2 separate regions of the Sus scrofa genome follow, and region 2 is linked to region 1. Evidence: chromatin contacts called from public HiChIP or PLAC-seq data. All regions are on one chromosome and are shown on one strand. Each heading gives the region's core, a stretch centred on a gene start, on an enhancer-like site or on the middle of the called end of the contact. The rest is flanking DNA. Distances are from core to core; before and after follow the strand shown. Region 1 overlaps RFX8 (DNA-binding protein RFX8). Region 2 overlaps MAP4K4 (mitogen-activated protein kinase kinase kinase kinase 4).

The links. HiChIP or PLAC-seq counts read pairs in DNA pulled down with a chosen protein or histone mark.
Region 2: an H3K27ac HiChIP or PLAC-seq map of alveolar macrophages shows a contact between it and region 1. The contact joins two enhancer-like sites. A contact is called at or near these places in 2 of 47 Hi-C or Micro-C datasets (embryonic fibroblasts and epiblast stem cells) and 2 of 2 datasets of contacts at active chromatin or transcription factors (alveolar macrophages and skeletal muscle).

The regions. Positions count from the first base shown.
Region 1 is chr3:52,853,839-52,859,511 of Sscrofa11.1, forward strand. The region is part of intron 2 of RFX8 (DNA-binding protein RFX8); the gene reads left to right. Among named protein-coding and RNA genes, the nearest start is that of RFX8, 15 kb to the left of the region's middle. Within about 2 kb of position 2,268, at least 15 of the 83 cell types and tissues checked have an H3K27ac peak or open chromatin away from gene starts, as enhancers often do. A contact at or near this core is called in alveolar macrophages, where this site is marked.
Region 2 is chr3:52,544,379-52,549,901 of Sscrofa11.1, forward strand. MAP4K4 (mitogen-activated protein kinase kinase kinase kinase 4) reads right to left here. Exons shown (of 29, transcript XM_021087163.1): 4 at 2,767-2,892; 5 at 944-1,054. Among named protein-coding and RNA genes, the nearest start is that of MAP4K4, 100 kb to the right of the region's middle. Within about 2 kb of position 3,608, at least 14 of the 83 cell types and tissues checked have an H3K27ac peak or open chromatin away from gene starts, as enhancers often do. A contact at or near this core is called in alveolar macrophages, where this site is marked.

The DNA of each region.
Region 1 (5,673 bases), core at 1,018-3,517:
GACTTGTGTCATATATGGCACGCTCATCTCCCACTGATGAGCCCCGGGCCGTTTCCAGATTTTGCTGTTGTGAACATCCGTGTGTGTCTGTCTGGCCTGCACGTGGAAGTGCTCTTGGGCATGCGTGTCCAGGGCTGAACTTGTAGACTGACAGGGGTGTGTGTGACTGTGATGTCTGGGGATGAGGCCAAGTCGTTTTCTGAAGTGGTGGTTCTGTGTTGCCCTCCTGCCAGCAGTTCTGTGGATCGAAGTTACCGTCTGGGACTCCTGGCTTTCTTCGCGGAAATTGATAAGAGGCCAGACAAGAGAATTCAGGCAAGGCTTTATTGGGACCCCTAATGCAGCAGCGGGGAGAGAAAACAAGTAACAGTTTCCCTTGCTTGCTCCCTGGTTGGGGAGTGAGTAGCTGGCTCTTCATTTGAGGCTGGTTCTTCATTTGAGGTGGGCCCAGGGGTCAGGCCAGAGGGTTGGCTTAGGTGATCTGCCCACCCCTTTGGTGGTGCAGGGGGCATGCGTAGTACCTGCTTTTTGCTGGGACACCCTGCTTTTGCTCTGGCTCTTCAGAAGTGGCAGTTGGGGTTTTAGGTTTTTTTGTATCTTCTTGCCCATAATTGGCCCCAACTGCTACATAGTTACTTTTAGTCTCTTATGGTTTCTTTGCATTTTGTTGCTGAAGGAGATGTTAGTCCAGGTGCAAAGCACTGCAGCTACTACAGCAAAGGGTCCCAGGTCCCAGGTCCCAGCCTACCTCACAAATATGTTCCCAAAACACTGGCATTGTGAGGCCCATTCCTCTAGCCAAAATCCTCTCCCCTGAAACACGATCCTTAGTAGAAACTCTGTACTTTTGATAACCATAAAATATGTAGCAGAATCTTCCAACATGACAGCTGCTCAAATATTCAAAACAATTACCTCTCTGCTTCCCTCTTCTGCTGAATGCAGGCTCCCCATTGGTCACCTTCCTGCCCACTGGTCTCAAGACTCCAATTTATTGGTGTTTCTTTTAAAAGGTGGGGTCCCCAAGGGTCCAACCCAGAATCTCAGGAGGGCTCAGAGGATGGGGCTCTTGTTTTCATTTTGTAATTTGGGGGGCTACTTTTGACTATTATCCTTCCATGTCCCTCTCTGCTGGTTTCATTTTAAGCTTGTGGTCAAGCAAAAGCAAATATTTATTTTTATTAACGATTTTTATTTTTTCCATTATAGTTAGTTTATAATGCTCTGACAATTTTCTACTGTACAGCAATGTGACCCAGTCACACATAGATGTATACATTCATGTTGCTGCAAATGGCATTATTTTGTTCTTTTTTATGGCTGAGTAGTATTCCATTGTGTACATACACCACCTCTTCATCTGTCAATGGACATTTAGGTTGTTTCCATGTCTTGGCTATTGCGAATGGGACTGCAATGAATGTACGGGTGCATGTGTCACCCTCAAGTATTTTTTTTTCTTCCGCAGGATTTAAAATTAGGCTAGCCCTCCCAAAACAGCTTGGTAAACTGTGAAACACCCTATGTCAGTACAAACTACTGTCCTTGTCGTCAGATTGTTGTCATCCTCGGTCCAGCTGGGACCCAAGAGAGACTGTTCCCTACTTCCTCTGTTCCAGCTTCTTAGCGCTGACCTGCAGTATCTTCTAGACTCTTCCAGTCCCCCGCCTTCTCAGCCTGCAGAGGCTCGCCTGTTGGAAAGCATGTCTCTTATCCTCATGCAGTAAATCAGGAGCAGGAAAGCCACGTGCCAGGCCTTAGGCTCTGGAGCTCGCTGGGTGTCTGTGGGTGAGGTTTTCCAAGCAGCCAGGAATTCCTCGGCTGTCTTATCATTCAGCCCACATTTCCCCCTGTCGTCACTCCGTATCCTGGGACACTCCCTCCCAGGCTCTGCTCATCCTGGGTAGCCTGGCCCTGCAGCGCCTTCCTTATCTGGCAGCCTTATCCCATGGAAGGGGGTGCCTTTAATTTGACATGTTTTGGCTCTCCCTGCTTCCTTTGTAAAGAAATCAAAGGCTCTTTTTCAAAACCTCTCTTAGATTTTTCTCATAAGTGGTTTCCTTTCCGGGGCAGTCCTGGGGCAGAGGGTTCGAAGAAAGAGTTAAAAAGAGCCTCCAGTGTGTGACAATGGGCATTTGTTTAGCGTTTTTGATGTTCCTTCTTCCCTGGGAATCCATTCCCCCCCGCCCCAAGACACTGAGGTACTGGCTTTCAGTCCTCACGGGGAATTTGCTCAAAGAATGAGCCGTTTCAGCAGCGCTGGCGTTGGGAAGGGACCCTGTGCTGCTCAATCCGTGACTAAATGGAGAAGAGACAGGAAGGGGAAAAGGATGTGATCCCAAAGCGTGTTTACAGGAGAAACAACAAAATACCCACTTCTCATTTCCTGCCTCCTCCCCTGGGAATGGGGTAGATTCCAGATTCCACACTGAGTTCCTGTGCAGATGTTGGGGTGTTTCTTGCTCTGCTTGGCAGTCCTGGGCATGCGACGGTCATCGCCCTCCCCCGGCAGGAGGTAGCTTCCATGGATGAGGGAATTTCTAAAATGCTGACTTCCTTTTTTTAAAGTAACATTTCCCAATGTGTTTCTGATGATAAAATAACACATTCCCTTTATAGAAAATGTGGGAAGTGGAGAAAAGTGTATCAAAGAAGAAAATGAATGCCGGCTGTGGCCCCACTGTCCGAGATGCAGCGACACGTGTGGTTCATTGGCAGGCCCCCTGCCCAGGCACACACGTGGGAAGCAGGAGTGGAGGAGCGATCACAGTGGCCTCTCTGTTTGTTTCCCACGTCCCTTCAGTCCTGCTTACTGGGTGGTTCTTCCTCCCTCTTGACTGAGCATCTGAGCAGCAGCCTGACTCTCTAGAAATCCTGGAGTGATGCAAAGCCCTGTGGTTATTCTTGTTTGCTAGACAGTATGTCTGATGCTTAGCATGTCCAGCCTGATAGGACATCCAGACTCTGAGCTAGGTCTAAAGCAAGGTTTCTTGCCAGCCGAGAACCAGGCGCAGGGGCCCGTTCTTTGTCCCTCACCCTTCTCCCACCACCCCACTGGGTATTGGTTGCCCCCACTCCCCAGGAGTAGGAGGTAAAAGTGGCTGGAAAGTTTCCACTGCACAGCTTCATGCTTTGGGGACCCAGGCAGACCCTTGTCCCCTGGTGCCTTTGGTGGCTTCTGCAGATCCACCACAGGGAATATTCTAGCATGCATCCCTGGCCTTGGCAAATGAATCACCGAAGCCTGGCTGCCCATCCCAGGGCCTTGCTGGGCAGAGTCCAGGCTCTCCCACATGTCAGCCCTTCATCACACGTGGCCAGCTTCTGGCCACCAAAACTATCAGCCGTACGTGGCCTGAACAGACTGCGGATGCGCTAGAGCCAGCTGCCGTGCTCCCTTGCCTGCCTGCCAGTGCCCCTGGCCAGCCATCACTTGTCCCCCTCCACTCCCCGGAGTCCTGTGCCAGACACTGACTGCAGGGTCCTCCCAGTAAGTCCTTCCAGCAAGCTGTGAACCCCTTTCTGTGGGGCCTGAGGTGACTGGACCACCTCGCCCTGCATCCCCTTCTCAGGGAAGGGGTGGTCTTGCCACGAGAAACCCCCTTGCATGTCCTCATCCTCCTCTCTACCTCATGGTAGGTGATTTGCATTGAGGGCTTTTTGGAGTTTTAAAAACAAACTTTAGCTGCATGCCTGATGGCACAAGTGCCCAGGGGGCCCAATGTTACCAAAGTTCACTTTGCTCTCCGGTCTCTGGCGTCATCACTACCTGTCCTCTTGTGTTGGCACCACATGGACAGATGGACTGAAAGATTGACATGTGGGTGGATGGATGGCCATGTGGATGATCAGACAGACGGATAGACAGACAGCCCTAAGCCTGGAATTAGACTAATTATGTCGTAACCATGAGCGAGTTATTTAACCATTCTGTGCCTCGACTTTGTCATCTGTAAAGTGAACATATTCAGAGTGTTAATAATAGTACGTTTTTCATGAGAGGATTTTAGGAAATTAATGAGAAAATATATATCAAGAGAATTGCACAGTCCTGGCAAATAGGAAGCACCCAAAGGACGCTCATTTTTGTTGTTAAATACATAACTATCTTCGTTTAGAATATCGTAAACATTTTCACCCTAAAATGTTTCTAAGTGAGAGTTCCTGTGTGACTCAGTGAATTAAGGATCTGGCGTTGTCCCTGGTTCGATCTCTGGCCCCGAGAACTTTCGAGTGTCATGGGTGTGGCCAAAAAAAAAAGAAGCTATTTCTAAATGCATGTTGTGAAATGGATGTGAAATATTGTTTGGGTGTTCCAGAATTCATTTAACCATTTTCCTTATTGGAAATTGAGGATGTTTGTCACTTTTCTCTATTCTAAGTAACCTAAGTTTCTATCTGTATCTGGTGATTTCCTCTGGAGAGAGTCTAGGCTGTTGTAGCCCCACGTGGTAGTTTTTTTTTTTTTTTTTTTTTAATTTTATTTTTTAACTTCATGATTTTTATTTTGTTCCATTTTACTTAATTCTGACTATTTCTACTGTACAGCAAAGTGACCCAGTCATATGTGTATGTGTGTATATACATATATATTCTTTATCTCACATTATCCTCCATCATGTTCCATCATAAGCGACTAGATATAGTTCCCAGTGCTAGACAGCAGGATCTTGTTGCTTATCCACTTCAAATGCAATAGTTTGCATCTACTAATCCCAAACTCCTACTCCATCCCCACTCCCTCCCCTCGTTTGTTCCTGAAGTCCATGAGTTTCTTTTCTGTGGACAGGTTCATTTGTGTGTATTGTCTTACCCAGAGCCAAAATATTCTTAACCCAGGAAATTTGTTGGTTCAGAGCTCTGTTTAGCTGTTTCACCTTGCACTTCTGTAGGGCTAAGGAAGGTGAGCCCTTTGGCATGCCTTTTGGTCATATGTACCCACATTATCACCAGATCACTTTCTGTTGGGGTTTTAGTGTTTTTCCTCTTGATTTATGCGAACTCTATATACTAAGTAGATATGTTGTTTTATTTGTCTTTTGCAAATAATCAGCTCAGTTGGTTTTTAAATTGTAGCGGTGGTGTTCCTGATCATAAAGTGACATCACAGGATGGTCTGGGGTTGGAATTACTCAGTAAAGAACGATGGGCTGATTACTCTGCTGCCCAGCAACTAGGTCATTCATTTCTGCTTCTCTCTCTGACACACCAGGGGATTTGTCACGACCTTGAATCTGAGCCTGCTGCCTACTTTGTAATAATTCTTCAGGGTACCTATTATTTTACAACTAGACACAGAGGGCAGGTTTTAAGTGATTTTCTTAAGGGGATATTGTGAGAATCTGTTGTTGAATGTAGGAATGTCTGGCTCTGAATTCTGCATTTAGTCTTTGCTGACTTTTCCCTCTTATCATGTGTTTTTCATCTGTACACTTACTTTCATTGTACATTTTGGAAGGAACCTCGATTTGACCTCATGACCCCAAGGTTTGATGGTGCCAGCCTTGCCTCCTGGCCCTTCATTGTGCCTCCAGCCCCAGGTTTGGGCAGCTTCCTGTAGGAGGAGGTAGGGTCCAGAGCCAGACGAAAGACACATTTCAAGACACTGTCAAATCCTGCTGCTTGGAAGCTAAGAATAAAAGGAAGAGGAAGGCAGGATCAGAGGCCAAATGA
Region 2 (5,523 bases), core at 2,358-4,857, 310 kb before region 1:
GCGAGGCCAGGGATGGAACCTGTGTCCTCATGGATACTATGTCAGGTTCTTAACCCACTGAGCCACAACAGGAACTCAAATGCATTTTTCCTTAAACCTGCAGTCTTCCAGAAAACTTAAAATATAAAAGGCAGAGTAAATTTATCTACAAAAATAAAGTAACATTTTACATTTGTAGAGTAACACAAGAATTAAGATTTCAGTTCATTTGCATAGCCTTTTACTTTTTAAAATTGTCAGATAAATAGAAATCCACTCGAATAACAGAAGTATGTAATGTAGGGGTAGAGAGAAAATCAGCGATGGATGACCAAAAGGCAAGAGGCCCACTGACGACTCATGTGTACTTTTCAAATACGGACTTTTCAAACACTGCCAGTGCTGTCAGGATGGCTCTACTACTGAAAGGGGTCATCTAGAAGCTCCTAAACAGTAGTTTAAGTTCAGAAACTTGCTCTAAGGTCACAAACCAGCTTTCCAATTGGCTATAAATAACATTAAACATTAGAACTTTTTCTCATAAATACTGCAACAGACTTTAACAGCTGACACCCAAGTCCAAAAGACAATTTTGAAAGCCAGCATTGAGCATCATTACAGTGATTTATAAGTTTAGACAGGGGAGTCCCATAAGCACCAGAGTTAGTTTCTCCTCCCCTCCACTCTTTCTTTTTAATAACTTGAATTTGGGGAAATAGCAAAAAATAAACAAACAAAAAAATCCCACAACCACTACCTATTTAAGTCTCATTTCTTTCAACTATTTGCCAGAGTCCAAACTACGATGGAGCTTCGGCTCTCAAAGTCAGCTAGGGATGCAGACCCTTGGCTGTCCTGAAAAGAATCATCTGCAAAGCAGCATCTAAAGAGCAGCAACCCAGGGGGCAGGGAACACGGAGGAGGAAAAACATGCACGAACGCCCTGGCCACGCCCCCTGCTTACCCTCAGGATCTCCCGGGAGATGTAGGCAATCCAGTCCTCCTTGAGCGTGTTGCCCTTGGTGTTCTTCACGAGGTCTGTGATGGACCCGGCCCCGCAGAACTCCATAACAAGCTGGAGGGAGAGCAGACACACTTCGGCCACCACGTCCTGGACTGTGGTCTGCAACTTGCAAATCCCAGCCTGCGCGGGGCCCCTGGCCCCGCCCTCCGTACTTAGCAGTCCCTCGCCGGAGCTCTGGGGAGGCACCCAGTTCATCTCGCCCCTCGACAGTTTCTGCAGGGACGGGTGCAGGGACGGGAACCCAGGAGCCCGGGGTCCCTCGTGTCCCACAGCGCAGCCCTGCAGAGGGGTCCTCCTCCCCCGAGCTCAAGCAGGGGCAGACGGTTTGTTCCTCATCTATGCCCATGATCAGAAATCTGATCCAGATACTTCCTATCCAGCGTTCTCAGTCCCCAGTGTCCAGAATGTTCTATTATTCACACACTGTAATCCCCGAACTATTCTACATTAACTGGGTTTAGTACCAAAGAGAAATGCTGTTTTTAAGCAGCATGTATTTTTTTTTTTTTTTTTTTTTTTTGGTCTTTTTGCTATTTCTTTGGGCCGCTTCCGCAGCATATGGAGGTTCCCAGGCTAGGGGTCTAATCGGAGCTGTAGCAACCGGCCTACGCCAGAGCCACAGCAACACGGGATCCGAGCCGCGTCTGCAACCTACACCACAGCTCACGGCACGCCGGATCGTTAACCCACTGAGCAAGGGCAGGGACCGAACCCGCAACCTCATGGTTCCCAGTCGGATTCGTTAACCACTGCGCCACGACGGGAACTCCAGCATGTATTTTTTTTAAGACCTTATCTTAATGTCTGAACAATATGAACACAAGTTGTATTAAGGGACTTAGATAACGAACTATTCTAAAATTTTAATTATGTTTGGATATAGGCAATGGATGTAAAGGTAACTGTTTCCCTTTTACTTTCTGAATTTTGCAAATTTTCTCTAATAGCTTTTTTTTTTTGATGGTTAACACCCAGGGCATATGGATGTTCCCAGGCCAGGAACTGAATCCAAGCTGCAGCAATTATACCGCAGCTGTGGCAATGCTAGATCCTTTAGCCCACCACACCAGGCCAGGGATCGAACCCAAGCCTCCTCAGCCGCCTGAGCCACTGCAGTCGGATTTTTAACCCACTGTGTCACAGCAGGAACTCCTCTAATAGCTTTTGTAGAAATTAGAGGGAGCATTAATCTACCTGCTCTTTAAGTCCAGTACCTCTGCCATAACTAATGGGATAACGACAGATCTGACACTATCTCAGTGTCACCATCTTGAATATAAACATGTCCAATAGGAGATAAGGTTTTGACTGTGTCAATTTTATAAATTTCCTGGAAATTCACTGTTCTGAAGTAACTATTATCATTAATGTTATTAATAAATTACTGAATTTATTATTATTTTCTTGCAATTTGTCTCCTATTCCCATGTAGTAAAGATGCATTTAGTTGAGATTCCATACTGATTAATTTCCATAAAGTTTTTATTATATGGCTTTTATTTTCAAGCTCTTAATTTACTTGCTACTTCGTTACTTTTTTAACGTGCCATTTGATTCCTGAAACACAAAGTTACCTCTTCCATGCAATGTGAAATCAACTTCAAAATAAATATTCAGGACACCTTCTACCCTAAGGCCAAGGAAGATACCATATTTTATCCCTTTTTCTTTGCTCCTCCCCGCCCCCTGAAGGTCCTTAATACCCTTTTAATACAATCGAAGAGGAAATCCACTCCACGAGATGTGAGGAAACATCTGCCTACCCAGAGCTGGTCATCATGTCCAGGGGGGCTCTTTTTAATAAAAGCACCGTAATATGTTGCAATATTTCTATGATGAGAATATTTCTTCAGCATATTTATCTCCAGTTTGATTTCTTCCTCTTCATCCTTCAGAAAAAACACAAATAAAACATGTGGTTTTTTTAATGACATGCATGATTTTATTTTCTCCGCAGGCAATCAGAGGTTCCCAGATATTAACAATGAGCTTGAATGAAAAAAGAAAATGTCTTTTTTTAAAACAGAACTTTCAGTTGGACGTAACCACCTTAGAAACCACATACACATCAATCATCTTACACCAGTGATTCTCACGGCAGTGGCTTCCAGCTTGGCCTGGAGACCGGAGTACTAGAATATAACAGCACAGTGGTGACTGGCAGGGCTGTCATGTGACTCCACAAAGACAGAGCAGAGTCACATGGCCAAGTTCTAGCAATAGTCTGTGTCATAATCCTCAATCAAACACCACATGCATGAACATCACACCAAATGCGTTTCGTTTCAATCTGTGGTTGATACATGGCCACTTTTACGGTGGTAATGAAAAATGAGAGGCTGGACGACTAGGGTAACTATCTTAATTCTAAACAAAGCCCGAGAATCACACACCTCTACTTGGGACCCTTCTTCAAAGGGACCTGATGCTATAAAGCAGAAAAAGACAACTTACACTCGTGTCAGGCACAAGGCATCGAGCCCCAAGCAGAACTAGGAACAGGAAGCCCACCCACCCACAGCTTTAGCGTGAGCTCACACGTGCACGCCCGGCTGGGAGGGACCACAACTTGCCACAAAGGCCTGTGGAACTGCTCACCCCCGACAGTCTCTGGGCTCCTGGGCAGGACACCCCAGTGGGGCTTGAGGAGAGACTGCTCTGCCGGCTCCTAACAGAAATGACCGTGTGGTGTGACCACAGCGTGACCACAGGTGTGACCACAGCCTCGCTCCTGCTGCAAAGACAGGCCATGCCACTCCCTCACTCCCGGAACCTGGGCTCCAGATTAGAAAATGAGCTAAAGGTCTGATTTTTTTTTCCGCTTTACCCCAAACCAGTAAACCTATAAGGATCTGAGATACAAAGATTACACAAAAACAAAAGATCAATACTGAATGAGAATAGGGAAAAAAATCAAAACACGACAGATTTTAATTTTGTTTCTCTTAAGAGCAGCCCCTCCCTTCCCCGCAGCTCAGCCTTGATGGCTCTGTCCCTAACCCCCCTCCCTCCCTCCGACCCTGCTGGCCACAGTATCCGGAGATGTTCTGCCCTAGGTTGCCCTTCTTGACAGAAAGCAAATGCTCCCTACAGTTCTCCCACGAGAAGCTTCCTGAGCAATAATTAAGGGTCTTGACATATTTTTTTCTCCTAGTGACATAAACCAGTATCTTTCAAGATCTAACTATTCATCACTCTATTTAAGAACAAGCAGAAGTTCCTTGGTGGTGCAGCGGGTTAAGGATCCAGCATAATCACTTTAGCAGCTCAGGCTGCTGCTGTAGCACGGGTTCGATCCCTGGCCTAGGAACTTCCACATGCTGCGGGCACAGTGCCCCCCCCTCAAAAAAACATCAGAAAGAACAACCAAGAGCTTCCACTCCACAGGCACCTGATGTTTTCAGAGCCCACGAGTTAAATCCTCACATACACATTGAAAATTCTTATAGGTTTGCATTCACACCTGCTGGTGTGAAAAGCACTTAACACACACACTGGTGATACCACTGGCAGATCATCGCGGCTGGGTGCATCTCCCCGAATCTGAGATGCTGCTGGACAGACACCCAGTCACTTCACTAATGAAACTGTTACTATCGACCACGGACACACACTGCAACATCTTCGAACCTGGGCTGCGTGTTAGCATCAATGAACTAAGACGTAAGAACAGCTTTAATACAATCATGTTCAGCAAGCTTTTCTAATATGACTGAAACATCCAAATATTTTCCACAACTATAGGAATCAGATCAACAGGACTTGCCAGAGTTTTCTGGGGTCTTAAGCAGTCAAACCCTGGAAGCAGACAGAAGTGAACTACAGATACTGAGGGAAAGCACAGCATCCTATCCAATCGCTATTTTAGGAGAAGCATTATATGTGCACTTGGAAACATCCCTTCTCTTGCTTCTCTGATTTTAAAATAGACAGCTACTGCACAGTGTAGAAAGTAAAAAGGCGCCTGGGACCACTCACTGTCTAATTACAAGGGCCCACCTTGGAGGAAATGTCTCAAAAATGCAGACTCTGCCAACAGCTTTGAGCCAACTGCACCTGGAATCCTAGTCATGCCTGATGCTTACGGTACCATGTTTTACATCTTGTGTCTAATGTAGTGATGAAACAACTTCTAAGTTCAAATCTCCCTTTGGTCACTGGTTAAAAACAAGTTTGATGGCTCATTCCAGCATTTAATTACACACATCACCGCCACGAACAGAGGCCTCACTTCTCCCAAGAAGGCAGAGCAGAAAACAGACTCCGGGCAGGCTAACTGATTTTATAAACAATGACAGATTCCACATTTGAAAAGAAAGCGGAATTGGCAGAGCTCCATGAGAAAGGGAGATCTCCAAGGGTCCTGGCAGAAGCCAAAGGCCTCTACCCTTCACTCTCTTCATGAGGGGGCCAGGGTCATGCACAGATGCAAACAAAATTAAGGGTCACTGAGAGAGGAGAGGGGACATCTGGGAGGAAGGCAGGACCCCCACGTGGTGATTTCACACAGCTGACGCCAA